Linked DNA regions of Anas platyrhynchos: region 2 is linked to region 1. A link is a contact called in public Hi-C data. All regions are on one chromosome and are shown on one strand. Each heading gives the region's core, a stretch centred on a gene start, on an enhancer-like site or on the middle of the called end of the contact. The rest is flanking DNA. Distances are from core to core; before and after follow the strand shown. Region 1 holds the start of SCCPDH (saccharopine dehydrogenase (putative)). Region 2 has its middle 30 kb from the start of MEMO1.

Evidence for each region. Hi-C and Micro-C count contacts between places; a contact is called where the count stands out from the background.
Region 2: a contact with region 1 is called in a Hi-C map of skeletal muscle, with 2.0 times the contacts expected there. The contact joins the enhancer-like site here to the promoter of SCCPDH in region 1. A contact is called at or near these places in 3 of 8 Hi-C or Micro-C datasets (liver, skeletal muscle and subcutaneous adipose tissue).

What each region holds. Positions count from the first base shown.
Region 1 is chr3:31,689,790-31,694,708 of IASCAAS_PekinDuck_T2T, forward strand. It overlaps SCCPDH (saccharopine dehydrogenase (putative)), which reads left to right and starts at 2,953. Exons shown (of 12, transcript XM_038176765.2): 1 at 2,953-3,258; 2 at 3,388-3,500; 3 at 3,997-4,077; 4 at 4,611-4,740. The coding sequence starts at 3,045. It overlaps LOC140002127 (a long non-coding RNA gene), which reads right to left and starts at 1,131. Exons shown (of 3, transcript XR_011808148.1): 1 at 745-1,131; 2 at 66-199.
Region 2 is chr3:31,858,372-31,863,290 of IASCAAS_PekinDuck_T2T, forward strand. No RefSeq gene overlaps it. Among named protein-coding and RNA genes, the nearest start is that of MEMO1, 30 kb to the right of the region's middle. Within about 2 kb of position 2,515, at least 2 of the 8 cell types and tissues checked have an H3K27ac peak or open chromatin away from gene starts, as enhancers often do. A contact at or near this core is called in subcutaneous adipose tissue, where this site is marked.

The DNA.
Region 1 (4,919 bases), core at 1,703-4,202:
ATTTTCCACTCTAATAAACAAAGAATACCCTAAAGTTATAACAGTATTTAAAAATAGAAAATTACCTCAAAGATTGTTGCCCAAGGAGTATAAATACTGACAGGAGGGACTTCCTCAGGATGCCAGCAGTACCAAACGAAGGGACAGACAAGTGCTGTCATAAGTGCCCATGCAGATTCATCAGATCCTGCTGGAGGTTCTAGGTGGAAAAAGAGAAGGGACAAGCCCCTTTTTACTTAAAGAATTTGAAAAGATACGGTTTGTGTGCATTGTGCATGTGTGCTTCATGGTCCTAAAAAAAACTGGCAGGGCCCTTTAGCAATCAAAGTTATTTTAGACTGAGGTAGTCTGGTTAAAAAAGGCTTTAAATAAAGTACTGAAATCTTTAAATATCTGTGTACAGACGTCTATCAAAGAGAGAAGCACCTTCAAATCTGAAAACACGAGATTTTAAGAGAAATAGAATCTCTCTTTCGTGAGCTTCTGAAGCTGATCCAGGTGGGAACCTCCCTTGGAGAGCTGCAGCTGGCAGCAGATCTGGCATTTCTTGTCATCTTATTGGACAAGGGAAAACTGTAAATCATCCTACGGCTTTCCCACAGAATAATTTTTGTAGTCCTGCGTTGGCGACACTAACTAGGGAGACAGGTTAACCTTTACCTTTAGTCAAGACTGCTGTAAGCCTTCCATCTAAAATCAGAACCTTGACATTCCTCCCTTGATGTTTGCTGTTTTGAAACCTACCTGTCTACTTTTCGGTTCCAAGGGCAGGATTGTAGACTGGATTAGAGACTTTGGGTATTTTATTTTTTTTACCCATGCGAGCTGGAGCGAAACTGGAGATGACTACAAACAGAGGAATCTTCCACTTGCCAACTGCACATCCATCTCAAGAAAAAATGAGTTTGAGCTGTCATAATGATATTTTGTGTAAGAAAAAAAATAATGCCTTGTGTTTTGTTGTCTCTCTCGTTGTTTTTCAGGTGTCCCTCTACAGCTCTAAAAGTCTGATTTCTTGCTTGTGTAAGCTGCAATTTACATGAATTATTTTGCTCCAGTAGACGTGTTTTAAAGAAATATAGCTGACTTGAAATAAGAGATGAAATCTTGAGGGTTGCAGCTTGCTAAACAAGGTAAGTCTGCCTGATTTGGTGTAAAATTTCAGTCCCTCGGAGGAGAGAGGATTCTCAGCACTGCATACAAGCCTGCGCTTGCCAAGCCATTGCCTAACAATGCAATGCAGGCCTTATCAAATATGTACGGCCTACAAAGCTTGTGCTGTCCTGATCCCTCACAAGTGGTCTGGTCCGAGTAGTAATTTTTAAATTGCTTTGCTTTCTGGAAGTGACAGGGGATGAGATATCAAAAAAGGGATGATGGAGAGGGATGAGGGAGAAAAGGCAAGAGAGCAGTAAAGGCAAGCTTCCAGAGCAGAGGGCTGAAGAAAGCACATGGAAGATCCCAGCCAGCCCTGTAAACTATGTCAGAATCCCTCTGCAGTGTGCACACTCCTTACAGCTCAACAGTATTATGAGCACAGCTGGAAACTATCCCGGTGCGTAGGAAGGATGAGATGGTAGTAAGAGACCAGCTTGCCTAATGAGATGTTCAGTGACCTCAAGCACAAGGAACTGGTTTTGCAGGGTTGCTCTGTAAATCATATCAACAAAATTAAAAAAGAACAAAACCTGTCTTTGTCCTTCCCTCCCCCACTCTTTGTTTTTTGTTACTGAGTTGTTTCACTGACACAGCTGATAGTGTAGGCCTACAAATAATTGCATCAGCACAACTCAAGGAGTTGAGCTAGGAGGTGAGGATCTCACATGGCTCTGGAGATGGCACGTTTAAAATGTGTTCAGGAAGGATATCAATCTTCCCATCCGAGATGGGAGAAGATGGGCTAGGCAGTGGTGATCTGAAAGAGCCTGTGAGGCAGTACAGATCATGAGCTGAATGTGCATCAGCAGTGGGACACTTCCACAAAAAAGACAGATGTTTGGGCATGTAGAGACAGGGATCAATTCTGGCACATCCCATAACCTTTCCAATCGATTTAGCATTGGTAAAGTGAATATGAGACTTAGCAGTGGACCCAAATTTCAAGAAAAATGTAAACCAGCTAGGGGAGATTCAGAAAACTACAGGAAAGATGGATGTGTGAAATGACCTGTGAGGAACGATTAAAAAGAATTGGTGTTCTTTAGTCTTGTGAACGCTGAAGAGATACAAGAAAATTTCCAGCTTTGCGGTGTTGTTGTTGGTGTTTGTTCGTTCGTTTGTTTTCCTATATATTCCTTGGGAACCCAATCTTTCGTCAATGTACTCTAGGAAGAGGAGAAAGAGTACAGAGCTGAACCTGCATCATGTGGCAATCTAGCCTTGAGTCTCCAGCAGTAAGGACGACAGTGCCAGAGGATACTGCCTGAGGAGAGTTGTGAAAGCTGCTGTCACTAGAGGTTTAAAAACAGGCTCGACAGGCATCCATCAGTGGTGGTTCAGGTATGGCAGCCCTGCCTGGGAGCCTCTGGGATGCAGGCAAGCAGCCTGGCCGTGGGAAGCACTGAAAATCTGGCTGTGCTCGCTGTGCTGGGCTGTTGCCAGTGTTGCCTTTCACCACGTTTCTGCAGGGTCACCGCCGCCACAACTGAGCATTTTATTTTACTGGCGGGGATTTAAGGTTTTCTTTTCGATTAGTAGCAGCCCCTAGTCCATCCTCGCGACCTGAACTGACAGATAGTGATCACTCATAGCAGTGCCATGCTGGTAAGGAGAGAGCAGCCTCTCCACAGCCATCTCTGCTTAACCCGCTGGTCCCTAAGCCTCCTCAGCCGCACCCCGCTGCGCTTCCACTCCCCCCACCCCCGAGGGGGCCACCACGGCACCGAACGCCCCTCGCCCCCTCAGCCCGCGCGGGTTGGGTACCGGCCCTAACGGCCGCCCAGCGGGCGGGGCGGGGGCGGCGCCAGGCGGTGCCGGCCGCTGCCAGGCGCGGAGCGGCCCCGCAGAGCGGCGGCTGGGGCTGGGGCTCGGGCGCTGCCCTCGACATGGCGGCGGGCGGCAGCAGCGGCGGGGCGGGGGAGCAGCGTCCGTACGAGCTGGTGGTGTTCGGCGCCAGCGGCTTCACCGGGCAGTTCGTGGTGGAGGAGGTGGCGCGGGCGGCCAGCAGCGGGGAGCTGCGCGGCGCCCTGCGCTGGGCCGTGGCCGGGCGGAGCCGCACCAAGCTGCAGGAGGTGCTGGAGCAGGCGGCCGAGAGGCTGGGTACGCGCCGCGGCTTGGGGCCGGGGGCTGGGGGCGGGCGGCGGCGGCTCCTCCGCTGGGAGCAGCCGAGGGGCTCGGGGGGGGTCCCGGGGCCGCGGTGCCGGCGGTGACGGCCTCTCCGGTGCGCAGGGAAGGCGGCGCTGGGGCCGGAGGTCGGCGTGCTGCTGTGCGATGTGGGCGACCCGGGCTCGCTGGCCGCCATGGCGAGGCAGACGCGGCTGGTGCTCAACTGCGTGGGCCCGGTGAGTGCTCCCCCGCCGCGTCTCCTCGCCCCTTTTTTTAAAAAGGTTTGGAAGAGAAACCCCGCGGAGCTCTGTGCCGAGGCCCTGGCCGACGATGGTTCGGGCTCGTTGAGAGCAGATCAAAGTACGCGAGCTGGAAGTTAGATAATGGCAGGGCCTGCGGAGTTAGTTAAGCAGAGAATATGCAGGTAGTGCAAATGCAAAAAGCATACATTGAGATAAGAAGATATTAAACCAGCTTTGGCGATCTTATCTCTGGAGAGAGGTACGGTGGAGTGGTTTGTGCAGCAATCTCCTTTATCAGTGATGAAGTTTGCTCTGCTGCGCCGGCCCTAACCTCCCCCCAGAAGGCAAGACTATTGCATTTGCCCCACTTCGAAAAATCAATAGCTATTAAGCGCTTCCTTATCTGGTAGATACACAGTAGATGAAGCAGGTTGGGTGAGTTGTGTGGGGGGGTTATTTTGTTACGTGTGCTGTTTGTTTCCTTCTACAGTATAGATTTTTTGGAGAGCCCGTCGTGAAAGCTTGTGTTGAAAACGGTGCGAGCTGCATTGACATCAGTGGAGAGCCCCAGGTACGTGACATCTGAAAAATGCTACCTTACCTTAAGGCTCTCTTAAAGTATTTGGTTAGGAAGTTTTATGTTTCTGCTAGCGTTTTTGAACGTGCAGACAAGTTCTGCCTCCTGATGTGCAGTTTGAAGATGCATTAACTTTAGGATGTGTCAACGTGTAGTATTTGTATAGTTTTCTCACTCTTAGACAAGAGCCCCCCAGGTTCTTTCTGGAAATCCAACATTTTTAAATTCTCTTTATGTCTCAGTTGTGATTCCAGGTAGGAATTTTGGATAGATCACTTTTTCTTTTTTTTTTTTTTTTTTCCCCAACTGCTGTGACATTTTCATACCATAAAAGACAAATGATGCACATCTGTCTTAAAGATGTATATAAATAATTTATATAATAAATATAATGTATATAATGATATAAATATAACTAATTTGAAGTATGTAGGCTGCTGTGATTTGAGAATAAAGCACTGATGGTCAATACTGGATATTGTCAAATATGGTATCTGCCTAAAATATCTGTTCTGATTGTGTTTTAGTTTCTGGAAGGAATGTACCTGAAATACAATGAAAAAGCCGCTGAGAAGGGAGTGTATGTCATTGGAAGCTGTGGCTTTGACTCTATACCAGCTGATATGGGAGTACTGTACACCAGAGACAAGTTGAAAGGTGACTTTCTTAACATGACTTTATGCTGAAAAAGACACACAGATTATGCTTTTCATCTGGTTTCCTAAAACAAATGCTTGTGGCAAGCTTTCTTCAATTTGTCTTTTTGTCTGCCTTTACCAGCTAACTAATTTCAACCAAATCTGGTAGACAGATGCAAAAGAAAATCTAAATCACGT
Region 2 (4,919 bases), core at 1,265-3,764, 170 kb after region 1:
TTCACTGACCCAACGCTGCTCCAGCTGAAGTCAGCTGGAAAAAACGCGGACACGGTCTTTCTTTCTTCTCTTCCAGGCCTAGTTTTTAGTCCCTCACCTTCTGACTTCATTTTGGAGCACTGCTTGGTTATAAAATGAGCTGGATCCAGCCTGAGATCTCTCTCTCAGATAAGATGAGTTCAGCAGCTAAAAGTACCTCTAGTAATGGAAAAGCTCAAAGCTTATCTGTCAAGAAAATGTAAGCTAGCAATGTGATTAAAAAAAAAAAAAAAGGCAACAACAACAAAATAATAATCTTGTAAAATCTACTGGCAGATGGGATAAATGAAACTCCTGCCTGGGGTCAGATGGCACGGACATTTGTCTCCAGCCACAATCAGAGCACCTCGTCCCTGTCCCCAGCTCTGTGCAGCGGGGGGAGCTGTCAGCAGCCCACCCACACGATCTGTGACTGGCACAGTTCAGGGCTTGGGCTCAGACTGATGAAACCTATCACACCTCTGCCACTGCCTCGTGCGGTGACAAGATGGCTTCCCTAACCACTTGCCCATACCGCCTCGTGCGCTGGAGCTCACAGGAAGCCTCTGTGTTTCCTCATCAAACCCATAGGGTGAGGGCAGCTCCAACCTTTAGCAAACTCCCACCTGGCCCCTAACTGAAGAGCAGTCTTCTGAAACACCAGACAAACCACAGCAGTTGTGCATGACTCCCTAAACACACGAGGGGCCATGGCCAGACACCCAACCAGAGGTGCAACATTGCTGCACTTTGTATGATTATTTATGAGCTTTGTCAATTAAAATATTTGTATGTCATGGATGCTGTTGCCATATGTTTAGTGTGGATTGGGACAGAGGTAACTCAGTAGGTAAAGATCTCAAATGGCATTTTATTCCCTTTTTTTTTTTTTCAATACAGTATTGTAAAAGGACAGCTTGAAGATGAGCTTTTAGATGTAGCCAGAAAGTTTAGGATAAACTAGAAAATGAAACACTGATGTTTTACAAATAATATAGTGCTACTGACTAGCAAGGGCAAAAAGTACTGCAAACTTCTGTCAGGACATACATTGCACATTTCTCCACCAAAAGCCTCTACTCTTCCCCAGACACACGGAAGCCCAGAGAAGCACGACACTGACACCTAGTGTTAACCAGGGCCCCCTCCCCCAAGTAAAATTTAATGTAATTTAATATTCGTTCACTGTCTTCCAAGAAAGGTGCAGGGCACTCAACCTTCCCTTTGTGGTCAGCATCAGTTACATCACTGAAGTGCTCAAGCATAGGCCAAGCGCTATTATATTTTTGCTATTATTTTTTTGAGATTTCTCCCACACTCTTGCATTAAGCAAACAGCAGAAGCAAGGCTGTTATTCTGCTCATCAGAATGGGCTGCTTCCTTCCAGCTGGGTCTCTGTGAGGTGATGGCGGCGCAATTTCTTGCATGCACCTGGAACTGCCAATTCCTATAACGCTGCTCAGAGGCAGAACTGGTGCCATGAGCATTTCCTTACACTGAGCCTCGGGCACAGCCCACCAGGAGGCATGGGGGCAGGCAGCCCACAGGCCAGAGGGGCGGTGGGGGCCGGGAGAGGCCATGGCAGCAGCAACCTCCCATGTTGTGCCCAAGGGCTGTGCTGTGATGGGAGCAGCCCTGGGCCCCGTAGGCCTTTAACAAGACACTGCCTGCAGAACAGGCTTTGGTTAAGACTTGTGCTGAAGGTCACACAGCGAGCAAAGGCAGGATTTTGAAAGCCTTGCTGACACCTTCACTTAGCAGAGAAGGCCTGGGCCTGGCCAGTGGAGCACCCACCCACGCCCCATGCTCCTGGGGCACGGCCTCCCCCCCAGCCTTGTCTAGGCCCTCCTCAGGAGGCGAGCACGGTTGGAGTCATGCCTACCCCCAGCAGAAAACTGCTTATGTGTCTTTTTGGTTTACATGTATACATCCACACATTCTCTAAGTGAACACAAAAATACTCTTTAAGTTTCCATAAAGTACATTTGTGTCTGCTGCAATCCATGTTATCCACTTTACTGGAATAATTTTTCCATACAACCCCAGCGTTTTGGACAGTAGATTGGCTTGGCAATGCATGAGACACACACAGGTGGTGTGTTGTGTTGCTCTGTCCCCGCTGTAACTTTCCTGATGGACAAATGTTAAACACTGCCAGCACTAGGTGCTCATATGCAATAACCAAGGTCATTTATTCCAGAACGGGGTGAAAGCGGTACTGTCAGCTCTCAGCCCCACAAACTGAGAACATTTTTCCCAGTGCAGAAAGCATCATTTCTCCTTGAATGTATCGTGACACCGGCTGGCATTTCCCAGCCATCCATTCCCCAGCCATCCAATCCTTACTGACAGGATTGTCTCCTTCAATTGTGATCATGAAGGAGAAAAAAAAAATAAATGTAGCATTAAAAAAGAAACAGGAACTCAACAGCAATTCACCCCAGCTGAGCTTAGAGGCTCACTGTCCAAACCTTTGTAACAATTTCTGGAGATAAATGGAAAGTAATTGAGTCAGCAGTTGAGCATCAGCCAACACATCCCAGGACCTGCCCCCAGGGATGTGCCCCACAGATCAGCAGGAAAAAAATAATCTGAACTTTTTACCCAAGCAGAGACTTGATGCAAGAGCACTGTTTTGTCGTTGCTTTACAATTTGCCACAGAGAAGATCTGAAAAGTTAAAATAGGAACTCTCCCGCCCTTAATATTAACACTGTTATATTTCTCTTTTCATTTGGGTCTTTGCCATATGCAGAGCAGATACTGTACCAGGGAAATCTGAAGCTGCAATGCTGGCATTGCTGACGGATTTGTGGCCCTGAGTCGTTTTGCAGGGGGACTTAAATACAGAAAGTGAGATTGGGATTTTAATTTGTTTGAAAAGAGTAATTATGCAATTTTGCTTTCACAAGCTTTGGAAAGCACATATGGAACTGTTTGTTGGGAGTACGTATTTACCACCAATGGCAATGGCTGAAATGGTTATTTTCCTCTCAAATCTACCACACACAGCCACCATCAACTTAGAAACGGGTGTTGCAGGGTGATGCCCATCAGTCACCTTTGCACAAAGGCCCAGGCACCTTTACCTACCTGTAATTTGAAGGTATCCATGTAGGATTCTCACCTTCGAGCTTCAATTTGTTGAATCCAATGCTGCCTCTCTTTGAAGCAGCAGTGACAGACTGCCCACCACTGCAGCAGGGGGGGCAATGTTGCAGCATGCCAGCTGCTGCACAGGACAGTGAACCAGCTGACATTAATGACAAGCTGCAACCATTTTCTTCCCACCAAAGCCTGTTCTCCTCATCTTTCTCTGCTCTCCTCAAAAAGATCAAAGTCTCTAAAAAAAGCAAGCAAGCTAGCTGATAATTGCATCTGAATTTAGCAATATCACCACCGTATCATTTTCATTCCTGAGGTAGAACAGGAGAGGGATCTCAAACCTTGCATCAGGGACTGAACAGGCACCCAGAAATGACAGGAAGAAGCAAATACTAAGTTCACAGCTCATACTTGAATAAGATAACCCCAAATGACACCAGGCATCTGGAAGCTGTCTGCAGTATGCACAGACAAATTGTTCCCAGAATTGGATAAAATCAAATAAGGAAAAAAAAAAATAAAAAAGACACCAAAACCCCACAACCTTGAAAGAAAAAAGTTCTGAAGAGTTAGAATAGAGGTAACAGATTTTGCATGACATTTTGCAGTACAAAAAGATTACAGCCAGCTCATCACTGCAGACCAATTCAAAGCCACAAGGTTTTGCAACCATCTATTGACTAGTGCCGGGTCCTGCACCTGGGGTGCAACAACCTCAAGCAGAACTACAGGCTAGGAATGAGTGGTTGGAAAGCTGCCAGGCAGAGAAAGGACCTGGGAGTATTGGTTGAAAGTTGGCTGAATACGAGCCAGCAGTGTGCTCAGGTGGCTAAGAAGGCCAACGGCATCCTGGCTTGTATCAGAAACAGTGTGACCAGCAGGGCTAGGGAGGTGATCGTCCCCCTGTACTCGGCTCTGGTGAGGCCGCACCTCGAGTACTGTGTTCAGTTTTGGGCCCCTCGCTACAAGAAGGACATCGAGGTGCTTGAGCGGGTCCAGAGGAGGGCGATGAAGCTGGTGAGGGGTCAGGAGAACAAGTCCTACGAGGAGCGGCTGAAGGAGCTGGGCTTGTTCAGCCTGGAGAAGAGGAGGCTCAGGGGTGACCTTATTGCTCTAAGTACCTTAAAGGAGGCTGTAGCGAGGTGGGGGTTGGCCTGTTCTCCCCTGTGCCTGGGGACAGGATGAGGGGGAATGGGCTGAAGTTGCACCACAGTAGGTTTAGGTTGGATCTTAGGAAGAACTTCTTTACTGAAAGGGTTGTTAGGCACTGGAACAGGCTGCCCAGGGAAGTGTTGGAGTCACCATCCCTGGAGGTCTTTAAAAGACGTTTAGATGTAGAGCTTAGGGATATGGTTTAGTGGAGGACTGTTAGTGTTAGGTCAGAGGTTGGACTCGATGATCTTGGAGGTCTCTTCCAACCTAGACATGTGACTACCTGGCTGCACTGCACACCCAAACCCAAAAGACCTCTCCTCTTTGAGGTGCACTGAACTGGTCACTGAAATTCAGTGTTTCATCACAAAGGAGATCTTCTCATCAGCTAGATTCAGGTTCAACTTCAAAAAGTTTCTCATAGAGGTAGGAAGGCAAAAGGTCACTAGACAAGCAACTTCAGCTATTTCACCATGAACATATTAGTTTAGGCAATTTTTTGAAAGCAGATCAGATGCTAGGTAGCACACTGACTTCAGCCCAGGCAACTAACACCTGCAAATTATAACAGGATGCCATTTGAAAGCACAGCTTCCTTTCATGCAGGGGAGGATTTTAATTTTTTTCAGGGGGAGGGAACAAATC